Regions from separate parts of the Mus musculus genome. Here region 2 is linked to region 1. Evidence: chromatin contacts called from public Hi-C data. All regions are on one chromosome and are shown on one strand. The core of a region is the stretch at or near the end of the contact, and the rest is flanking DNA. Distances in the headings are between cores, read along the strand shown. Region 1 has its middle 16 kb from the start of Grsf1. Region 2 overlaps Slc4a4 (solute carrier family 4 (anion exchanger), member 4).

Region 1 (4,596 bases), core at 978-3,477:
ATTTCTTTGATATTTTCCCTCATGGTGATCTATGAATGTTGATACAATAACCCCTGATGAATGACGTAGTTAAATAGAATAAATAGAACTCCTTGAGAAGAGGCCTTACAGGAAAAGATACATTGTAACTATGTATTTGTTGACAAGGTGAGCTCAAACTTAGTATCTCATTTAATCTATCCACACTAGCTAATAAACTTCAGAGACAGCTAAATAAACTGGAGCTGAGCATTCTCTGTTAAACTTGAATGACTTCAGGCACACGTGCAGACAATACACATAAAACAAAAATAACAAATGAAAAATCCTTATTTCCTTAAAAATTTGGGGGAGGTTTTCTTTTTATGTATATGAGTATTTGCTTGAATGCACGTATGTACACCATGGGTGTGCTGTGCCCAAAGGGACCTGAAGAGGATGTCAGATCACCTGGAACTGGAATTACAGATGGTTGTAACAGAGCTGCCCTGTGGGTGCTGACAACTGAGCCTATATCCTCTGGAACAGCTGTAAATGCTCTTAACTGCTACTCCATCTCTTGAGACCCCTATAACTTTTTTTCTTAAAACAGCATTAGAGAAGAAAACAGGGTGAAATAAAATTTAAATGAATTTCATGTATTTATCAGCCCTGCACTTTTAACTCTTGAACGCTGTTAGTTTTGATAGGAAACTTTGAGTATATTAATAACCACATATAAATAGTAAATTCTTATTTTTAGAGTTACTTTTCAAATAGCATTTACTTAGAACAAATTTTCCAGCTTCAGGCTTTCCCATAATACTTTTAGGTTTTTATCTTTTTTTTTAATTATTTATTTACTATATTTATTATATATGTAGCTGTCTTCAGAAACACCAGAAGAGGGCATCAGATCCTCTCAGATGGTTGTGAGTAACCATGTGGTTGCTGGTACTCCACTCAAGACCTCTGGAAGATCAGTCAGTGCTTTTAACCACTGAGCCATCTCTCCAGCCCTAGTTTTTATCTTCTTAGAGTAGAACTTTCATCTAAAATTTTCCTTTAAATCAGCAGTTCTTCAAATGAGGTGATTTTCTGCCTCCTAAATGTAGCAGAGAACTGTTAATCCAATTTGAGCTCCCTCCTGGGGAGTGGTCATGCTTCTAGCCACCCTATTCACAAATGAAAGACTTACTTATGCAGTGATATTTGTATATGCCTTAGTAGCTCAATGGCTGGGCACTCAAGTATTCTTGAATTAACACTTTCTAAATCTCTGTTTTATCTTTGCTGCTCTGTTTCCCTCTGGGCAGTCTTCCCATGAGGCCGCTTTCCCAATACATCCACATTGCTGCATGATTTCTCTCCTGCAGCTCTTAAATCTGATCTCTCCACTGAAAGTCCCGCCTCTTTCATTTTGCCCAGCCATTGGCCACTGGCTCTTTATTGATTAATCAAAAGCCAGTTGAGGACAGGGGCCCTCACTGTCTGGACATGCAACTTTCCGTATGATTTTGGGAACCAAACTAAGACAAAGCACCAATCCCCAACACCTGGAGACATCGACAATGTCTAGGAATATTTTTGTTGTTTTATAACTGAGATGAGAAGTAAGAGAGTTGTGCCAGTTGGATAGACAACAGAGATGCTCCTGAGTAAACCCTTTCTCCTTTAAGTTGCCTTGGTCATGGTATTTTATCACAGAAACAGAAAAATACCTGATAACCTCCCTATCCACTGCCTCTGACTTTCTTCTTACTCCCTGTTCCATGATGGTCCCTGAGTCTCAGGGGCGGGGTTGATAAACAGTGTCCTGTCTAATAAGATAAATTACAAAAAAAAATTATTGGTATGTGGTTTAATGTTATACGATGCTATTTTTTCCCCCACTTAGAGCCAGATTCTTCAATACTAAGATACCCGGGATGAGATGGATTCTATGTGAGCTAAACAGTCTTAGGTACAATCTCTGGATCTGCTACTTACTAGGTTAAATGTCAGATGTGGTTAGATTTTCTTATCATAAAGCCGAGACAATATCATCTGAGTTACAGTGTTGTGGTGGGAATTAAACGAGAATTAGAGTATTGGCAGAAATTCCATGTAGATCATAAAAAAATATTTTCTTTTATTTTCTGAAGACTCTGCAGTCTTTTCCCAATCTTGGCCCATGTTTGCACCTGCTTCCGTGATTATATAAACTCTCTTTGAGCAGCTGTGGCCAAACAGCCACAGTTGACCGGAGGATATCATAGGGAACAAAGGGCTACATTCAGTCCTGTCCAGGGTCCTCCCAGGAAGACCAGCCTTTGGCCTCAAGAGAGATACACATGATCCAGGGAAAACTTAGGCAAATAATAAGAAACGTTACAGGGGTATCCACTACTTCCTGATTGGATTTATGGCCAAAAACATAAGAGACACATACCTGGTACTGTGTGGTACTGTGAACCTGACCAAGACTTGGGGAGGGAAAGTTAGATTGTGGCCCTTGGGAGGTAAACCGTTCTTCCACAGATGGCCCCACAGCCACGAGTATATGGGCAGTGCAAATTGGGTCAAGTGAATTATTAAATCAGAGAGGAAAAAAATAAGTCACAAAATTAGGAGGCAGTGAGGAGGTGACTAGTGGGTCTTGGGGGAGTTGGGAAGAATGCTGGAGGATGAATATGATCTAAATGTATTTTATAATTTCTCAAGGAGTTAATAAGCAGGTTGTGTTTTAAAAAGAAAAAAAAAAGCTGCTGGAGAGGTGGCTCCGCTTTTAAGAGCACTTGCTGCTCTTCCAGAGGCCACACCCTCTAAAAGTGCCATTCCCTGGGCTGAGCATATACAAACCATCACCCCCTCCATTGACTTGTTCTTTCCTGGGCCCTGGCTGGGATGCAAAAGCAAACCAAGCTTGGACACAGAGACGAGAACTGTATGTTAAATATGGTGAAACCTTCTTACCAGTCCAGAACTGTGTATCTCTAGCCTATTCAGTGAAATGTCTCTCCTGTTTAAGTCAATGTATTTTTAAAGAGATCTTGTTACGACACGTTTACACTGTAAAATAATTAACACATACACAAAGTGTTAAGAGCGAATCCAAAGGATCAGGTGATTTTTCTCTGTCTTGTTTGCTTTTTCCAAGAGCTCTTGTTTACATATGAAGATCTATGATATCTGAGATCTTCCAGGTCAGAGTTCACACCTCGTCACAGAGGCTCACAGAAGCAGCCACCAGTCAAAGGGCATCCAGCCTAATTTCTGAAAAGTGCTCAAAACATTTCATTAATTTTGAAACTTGGACTGACCGCATGCATACGTCATCTTGGAGGGTCAGAGACGAGACTCCAGTTTCCCAAAGATCCCTGGTGCATTGATGGTTTGGTGGTGAGCATAGCTGCCTTCCAAAGATCCCCGGCAAAGAGAGAGAGCACCACCCAAAGAAAAATGTCTGCCCTGTTACTCATTCCTTCACTTTCCTCCTGCAGGCCAGTGTCTGGAAATTAAATCGAAAGTCACTATCTTTGAAGAAATAACAGAAAATCTGAGTACCTGCCACTGTGTCCCCAATGCCTGTTCCCACTCCCTTTTTCTTTGCTGTGTGGCTGCTGAGTGGCTATTTTTAAATTTCTGCTAGGGATTTAGTTTTGTCTAGACTTGAATGGAAGCTAGTGTCTGCGTTGCAGTAACATTGGTGTGCTTCACCAGGACAGTGAATGCTTTGTGCAAACTCTCTCAACTTCTCCAACTATGCCATTCCCTTTTTTCTTTCTTTCTGTCTTTCTCTCTTTCTTTTTTAGATTTATTTATTTTTTGTATATGAGTACACTGTAGCTGTCTTCACACACACCAGAAGAGGGTATCAGATCCCCTTACAGATAGTTGTGAGTCACCATGTGGTTGCTGGGAATTGAACTCAGGACCTCTGGAAGAGCAGCCAGTGCTCCTAACTGCTGACCCATCTCTCCAGCCCTATGCCATTCTCTTAAGAAGAAAAGCTAGGGGCTGGAGAGATGGCTTGGTATTTAAGAACAAGGACTAGGTGCTCTTCCAACGGACTGGGGTGTGATTTCCAGCTCCCATATGGTAACTCAAACTGTCTATAATTCCAGTTCCAGGATCCAACATCCTCACCCAGGCATACATGTAGGCAAAGCACCAATCCACATAAAAAATAAAATGAAAACATTTAAAAAGGAGAAAAGTTAAAGTGCTATTTCTTTCATGCATTTAAGTAGAAACAAATTTCATTTCACACCTCATACTAGATGTTGGCTCACATCGCACTAACTTTCTAGTCATCTTTGGGTTGACTTACTAAGATGTCTTGGAAAGCTAAACAGATACAGTTTTATAGGCTAGAGAGATGGCTCAGAGGTTAAGAGCTCTTCCAGAGGTCCTAAATTCAATTCCAAGCAACCACATTGTGGCTCATTACCATCTGTAAGGGGATCTGGTGCCCTCTTCTGGTTCATAGGCATACATGCAAGCAAAACACTGTATACATAATAAATAAATAAATAAATAAATAAATAAATAAATCTCTTTTTAAAAAGATCCAATTTTAGGTAGCAAATCCTGATTATACTCAACTAGGTTAGTTACCTAGGTTAGTTAGCAAAACCTGTGGGCTGGGGAGCTGGC
Region 2 (4,596 bases), core at 1,106-3,605, 250 kb before region 1:
CAAAATACTGTGCATTCAACCTTGACAATATTCTGTAAAATAATATCTCATGGAGTTCTTTCAAAATCAACGGAGTCTAAAGGTGAACCCAATGAATACCTTAGGACAGCTGTCTTCTCATTCCAACCCTGTGAAAGGTAAAAGCAATTACCAGACTTAAAAGCCTTCTCGCTATTCAGAGATGGGAATTATTTAAGTCACCCATACAGCTGACTCAGTGGATGTCACTCACCACCCTCACCCCCTTCGCCTCTCATCCCACCTGGCAATCAGTAGTGTCGGGATGCAGTGTGCAGAACCTCCCGTGAACCCTTGTCACGGCAGCCTCCTGCCTCAGTCCTCTTGGAATTAGCCAAAAGGTAAAGTGAAATCGAAACACCATCTCAGCAGCAAGCTCACCAGGTAACAAAGGAAGCTCAGCTGATCTTTATTCCAGTCTCACTCTCATCATACTCACCAGACCCCACTTTTAATCCCCCCAAATTAAAATTGTTTGCAATGATTAAAACAATAGGGAAGTATTTAGCTCAGGCTAGAATACATAGTACCTCTACACTGTTGCATGATCTCATTTTATTGCCACCCAAACTACATAATAGCCCATAGGACCCAGAATTACTCTAGTCTGTGTTGGGGAGGGGATGGTTTGTGAGTGTTCATGTATGATGCTCACATGTAGAGCTCACCATCAGAACACGACCCACTAGAACACTTCTATATTCCAGGGAAGACACTGCAGGCTTTAATTGACACTGGGTAAGCAGTTTACATCAGGCACACACGTGATTTAATGATTTTTCTTAGAAAATGAGACAATTTAATAAGCTAAGGGTGAGGTATATCCACAGCCTAACCATGATCATTAAGTCTTATATCCAGAGCTTAAAGAGAAACAAAAAGAGTCCAAAGAGAAATGGATGCTAGTCCTTGGGAATTTCACTTGGCCATTCTGTCTTGGCTTCTCCAATAGAGAAAGCAGCGGGGGTTGGGGGGAGCAGGTAAGAGGGCAAAAGGCTGAGTGTTAGGAGGGAGGAACTGAGGAAGCCAACGGACGCTGCAACCAACTAAATCCTTCAGAATGATATGCTCCGTCAGTCTTATCGAGAACTTTTAGAGAGATGATAATCCAAGTGTGTGCTTGTGTGTGAGTGAGTGAGAAAGAGAGAGAATATGCAGGTGTGCATATGCCACAGCCTATACTTGGTGGTTAGATGACAACATCAAACATCAGCTCGCATCTTCTACCTTGCTTGGGACAGGCCCTCTTTACTGTCTGCCACTATGTAAGCCAGGACAGCTGAGTTTCTAAGGATAGCATTGCCTCACTTTCCAATTCACAGAGGAACACGGGCATTACAGACAGTCATCACCCCAGTCGAGGATTCTCAGGAGCCGGACCCAGGCCCTCACACTTCAACATCAAGTTCTTCATCTTCTGCCTCTCCCAAATCTAAAAGCATTCCTATTCTTCTTAGTGCTGCGTACATCAGTGACATCATTTTGTATAATCATCACGAGTTATATTATAAATGGCATGTTGCCCTGTTTCCATTTTATGGAGAAAGAAACCCAAACTCTCCATTCTAAGTGGCTTCCTTCACTGATTCAATGATCCCATAACAGGATTCAGTTTGGGAGTTTATTTATTTGGTCTTGTTGAATCAGTTTATCCAACTGGTGCTTAACCACTCTACTGGAACAGCACATGAATACAACACTTTGGTAGATACTTCCAATGTAAATATAAGACAACATCTCACTAACTGACCAGATAAGAGGCTTCATCTAGGGCAAAATTGTCCCCAGAGTGTCATTTCAGAATGCCTGAATCCTTGCAAAACACAAAGTACCAAGTTCAATTTGTTGAGGCTTACTGCCATAAAACAAGGTCAACAATTAGAGCAGGAAATGGCTTCAAGGGGTTTTTAGTCCGTAACATTACCAGGGAATTCTCAACAGAGGAAAGCTCTGGGAAGGTGTAACGCCTGTTTCCTGTTCAAAAACCCATGAAACCTCATCAGATATCCTGGATGAGGACAAAATCTAGGGATAAAGATGTCCCTTCTCTAACAGCAAGAGGTGCCCTGCAGCCATGGCGATAAGAGCTGTAGTCTTTAGGACCTCAGGGGAGTGGATAGCTGAGACCAAAGGAAAAAGAAGAGAGGAATTTGGAAAGATCTATAGACCATCTGCTGAGGGAGGGTAAGGCCAAGCTGCTAGTCAAGAGGGAACTTTTAAAAATCTTTAAAGTTCTCCAATGTGGGACTACATTGTTTTGGCTAAGAGGGCTTTTCCTTCGGCAGTCTTTGCCCAAGTGTTCCCTCTGTACACAGTTTCTGAGCCGTTCAAGTGGACAGCACATTGCAACCGGACACTTGCGTCCAGAGCTCAGAATAGCCCCAGCCCTGACCTGGCCCCTCCCTTCCCATCTGATAGGTTTTCATTACCCCTTCTCTGCAGTTACTGTTATGACCACTATAATTCTTAACAAATGTCTCCCAGACCAAGCCCCGCCTTTTTTCTTTAGAACACTACCTTCCTCCAATACACACACATTAGAGCATCGCAGCCTCCTCTCCTGAAAACCAGCTTAAGTCATTATGATTTCATGTCTGTAAAATGTTGAGGTCCTGACCTCCAAGAAGCCAAAGGCCCCCATTTCATCATCTTACTCTCTTGTTTTCAAAACACAGAACAGAACAAGATGGGTCTAAAGAGAGGAGGGTTAGTGGCTACTTTTGCTTGCCACTCCATACAAATAAGCAAGATCAAACTGAAAATGACCCTTATAAAATAGAATAGAATACCAAGGGTAAACTACGGACCATGCCATACCACTTGACTTTAAGGGCTAAGAGCAAAATACTAACAAAAAGTATAAGCAGAGATATGAGAGTTACGTAATTCTGCGTATGTTTTATTTAGTTCACATTATATATTGATGAACACATCTTTTGTTTTAGCAAATATTTGGTGATTGGGAGCTCAGTCCCAAATACCGCCCTACACTTCCAAAATGCATTTCTCTGAAAAGCCCTCATGATAAATTCCAGAGTTTGAAACAGTACTCTCTTAATGACCATCAGGGATAGTGGGATTTCTAGGCTTATCCCTGCCTTTAACAGGAGGGAAGGCACTTCCTGTGGGACTCAGTTTTGAAATGGAGGGAAAATAGTACACTATATCCTAACAGCATTGAAGGAGCACCAAGCAAGCCTCAGTAACATAGACATTTCAGACCATATTGTCCTACAGTTATTTATGTTTCCTGAGTTGCTAGTTGGATTCAAAGTTAAGGAGAGGCCCCTCCTCATGAAGTGAGAGCTGCCAAGGCCGCTGGGGAGTTACCTAGCCCAGCCAAGCCAAGGCCTTATCTCAAAGGATAAGGTGGAGTTTGCTCTTTTTCCCCTATTGCAAAATATGAGAATATTAAGTAATCTGTTTATATCACACAGATCCAAAATCCAAGCTGATTTTTTTTTTGAGACAGGGTCTTCAGGCTGCCCTTGAACTCCTCCTGATCCTCCTGCCTCAGGTTCTCAAGCACTAGATGTACAGATACATACCACTCTGCTGATCTCCAAGCTGACTTTAAAAAAAAAAAAAATCTATTCCTCCCATCTTGGGTGGAAGGGTGGGGGCTGGGGATGGGGAGGCTATCTCAAGCTTGACTTGACCAACAAAACTTGGCAATTTCCCCTGTCTATGTTTGAAATGGTCTGCGTTGTTCTGGCAGCACCAATTTATCATCCACTGACCAATTCTATATAGCAGGGCTCAAGAGTAAGCTTGGGCTTTTCCATTCAGAGCAGATCTCACAGTCCAAGTCACAGAATGCTTCCTCCAAGTTCATACACTTGGCACTGAACGTTAACTGCAAAGCCACACGCAGCATAAGGTGACCGGTGAGAGAAAGGAATCTAAAAGCTCTCATTCTTTTCTCCAGATCAAAGTTGGCACTTGGCTTTCTTTTTAGAATTGCTGTATCTAAGCCATTAACACATGAGGGAAAATTTATGAAAACACAATTTAAGTCTTCAAATATATGTGGCATAGATAAGTTCATTATTTAAACAAAAGATGGCTGCTCTCCTGACTCACCCTGTTCTCCGGGAGTTTTGCAGCTGATGGTTCTCTACTGAGATTTTTTTTTTTTTGGAGGTGGATTAAGTGTTATGCCGCCCACTAAGAGTAACGTTGAACAAGGTGAACTGGGGGCACGGTCTGAAGTCTCAGTTTCTCCAGCCCCAGAAAACTATTAGAAGAAGCCAGGTAGCCTGGAGCTCTTCCAGCCTCTGTGAACTGAATGTAGGCATCCCACCTCAGGGATTCTAGGAAATATTTTCCCTGTATGAACATGTCAAACCAACCATAGCTTCTGACCTCGGTTACTGAAACTCATGGAAATTACTAAAAAGCAAAAGTTTTAGCTTACTTTTGCAAGGTGTGTTATAATATGCTTGAATCACGGTCATCTTAGGAGGAAAATAAATAACTTCTGGGGGTCAAAGGAAACATAACTGATAATTTACAGGAAGGTGCTCAGCTCATTGTCCTTTGAACTCTCTCTCAATTCTTAAGACACAGTGTTAACTT

The links. Hi-C and Micro-C count contacts between places; a contact is called where the count stands out from the background.
Region 2: a Hi-C map of liver shows a contact between it and region 1, with 5 times the contacts expected there. The contact joins two enhancer-like sites. A contact is called at or near these places in 1 of 39 promoter capture datasets (liver) and 3 of 484 Hi-C or Micro-C datasets (the G1E-ER4 cell line, embryonic fibroblasts and liver).

The regions. Positions count from the first base shown.
Region 1 is chr5:88,689,527-88,694,122 of GRCm38.p6, reverse strand. No RefSeq gene overlaps it. Among named protein-coding and RNA genes, the nearest start is that of Grsf1, 16 kb to the right of the region's middle. Within about 2 kb of position 2,227, at least 10 of the 459 cell types and tissues checked have an H3K27ac peak or open chromatin away from gene starts, as enhancers often do. A contact at or near this core is called in liver, where this site is marked.
Region 2 is chr5:88,937,175-88,941,770 of GRCm38.p6, reverse strand. The region is part of intron 2 of Slc4a4 (solute carrier family 4 (anion exchanger), member 4); the gene reads right to left. Among named protein-coding and RNA genes, the nearest start is that of Slc4a4, 52 kb to the right of the region's middle. Within about 2 kb of position 2,355, at least 33 of the 459 cell types and tissues checked have an H3K27ac peak or open chromatin away from gene starts, as enhancers often do. A contact at or near this core is called in liver, where this site is marked.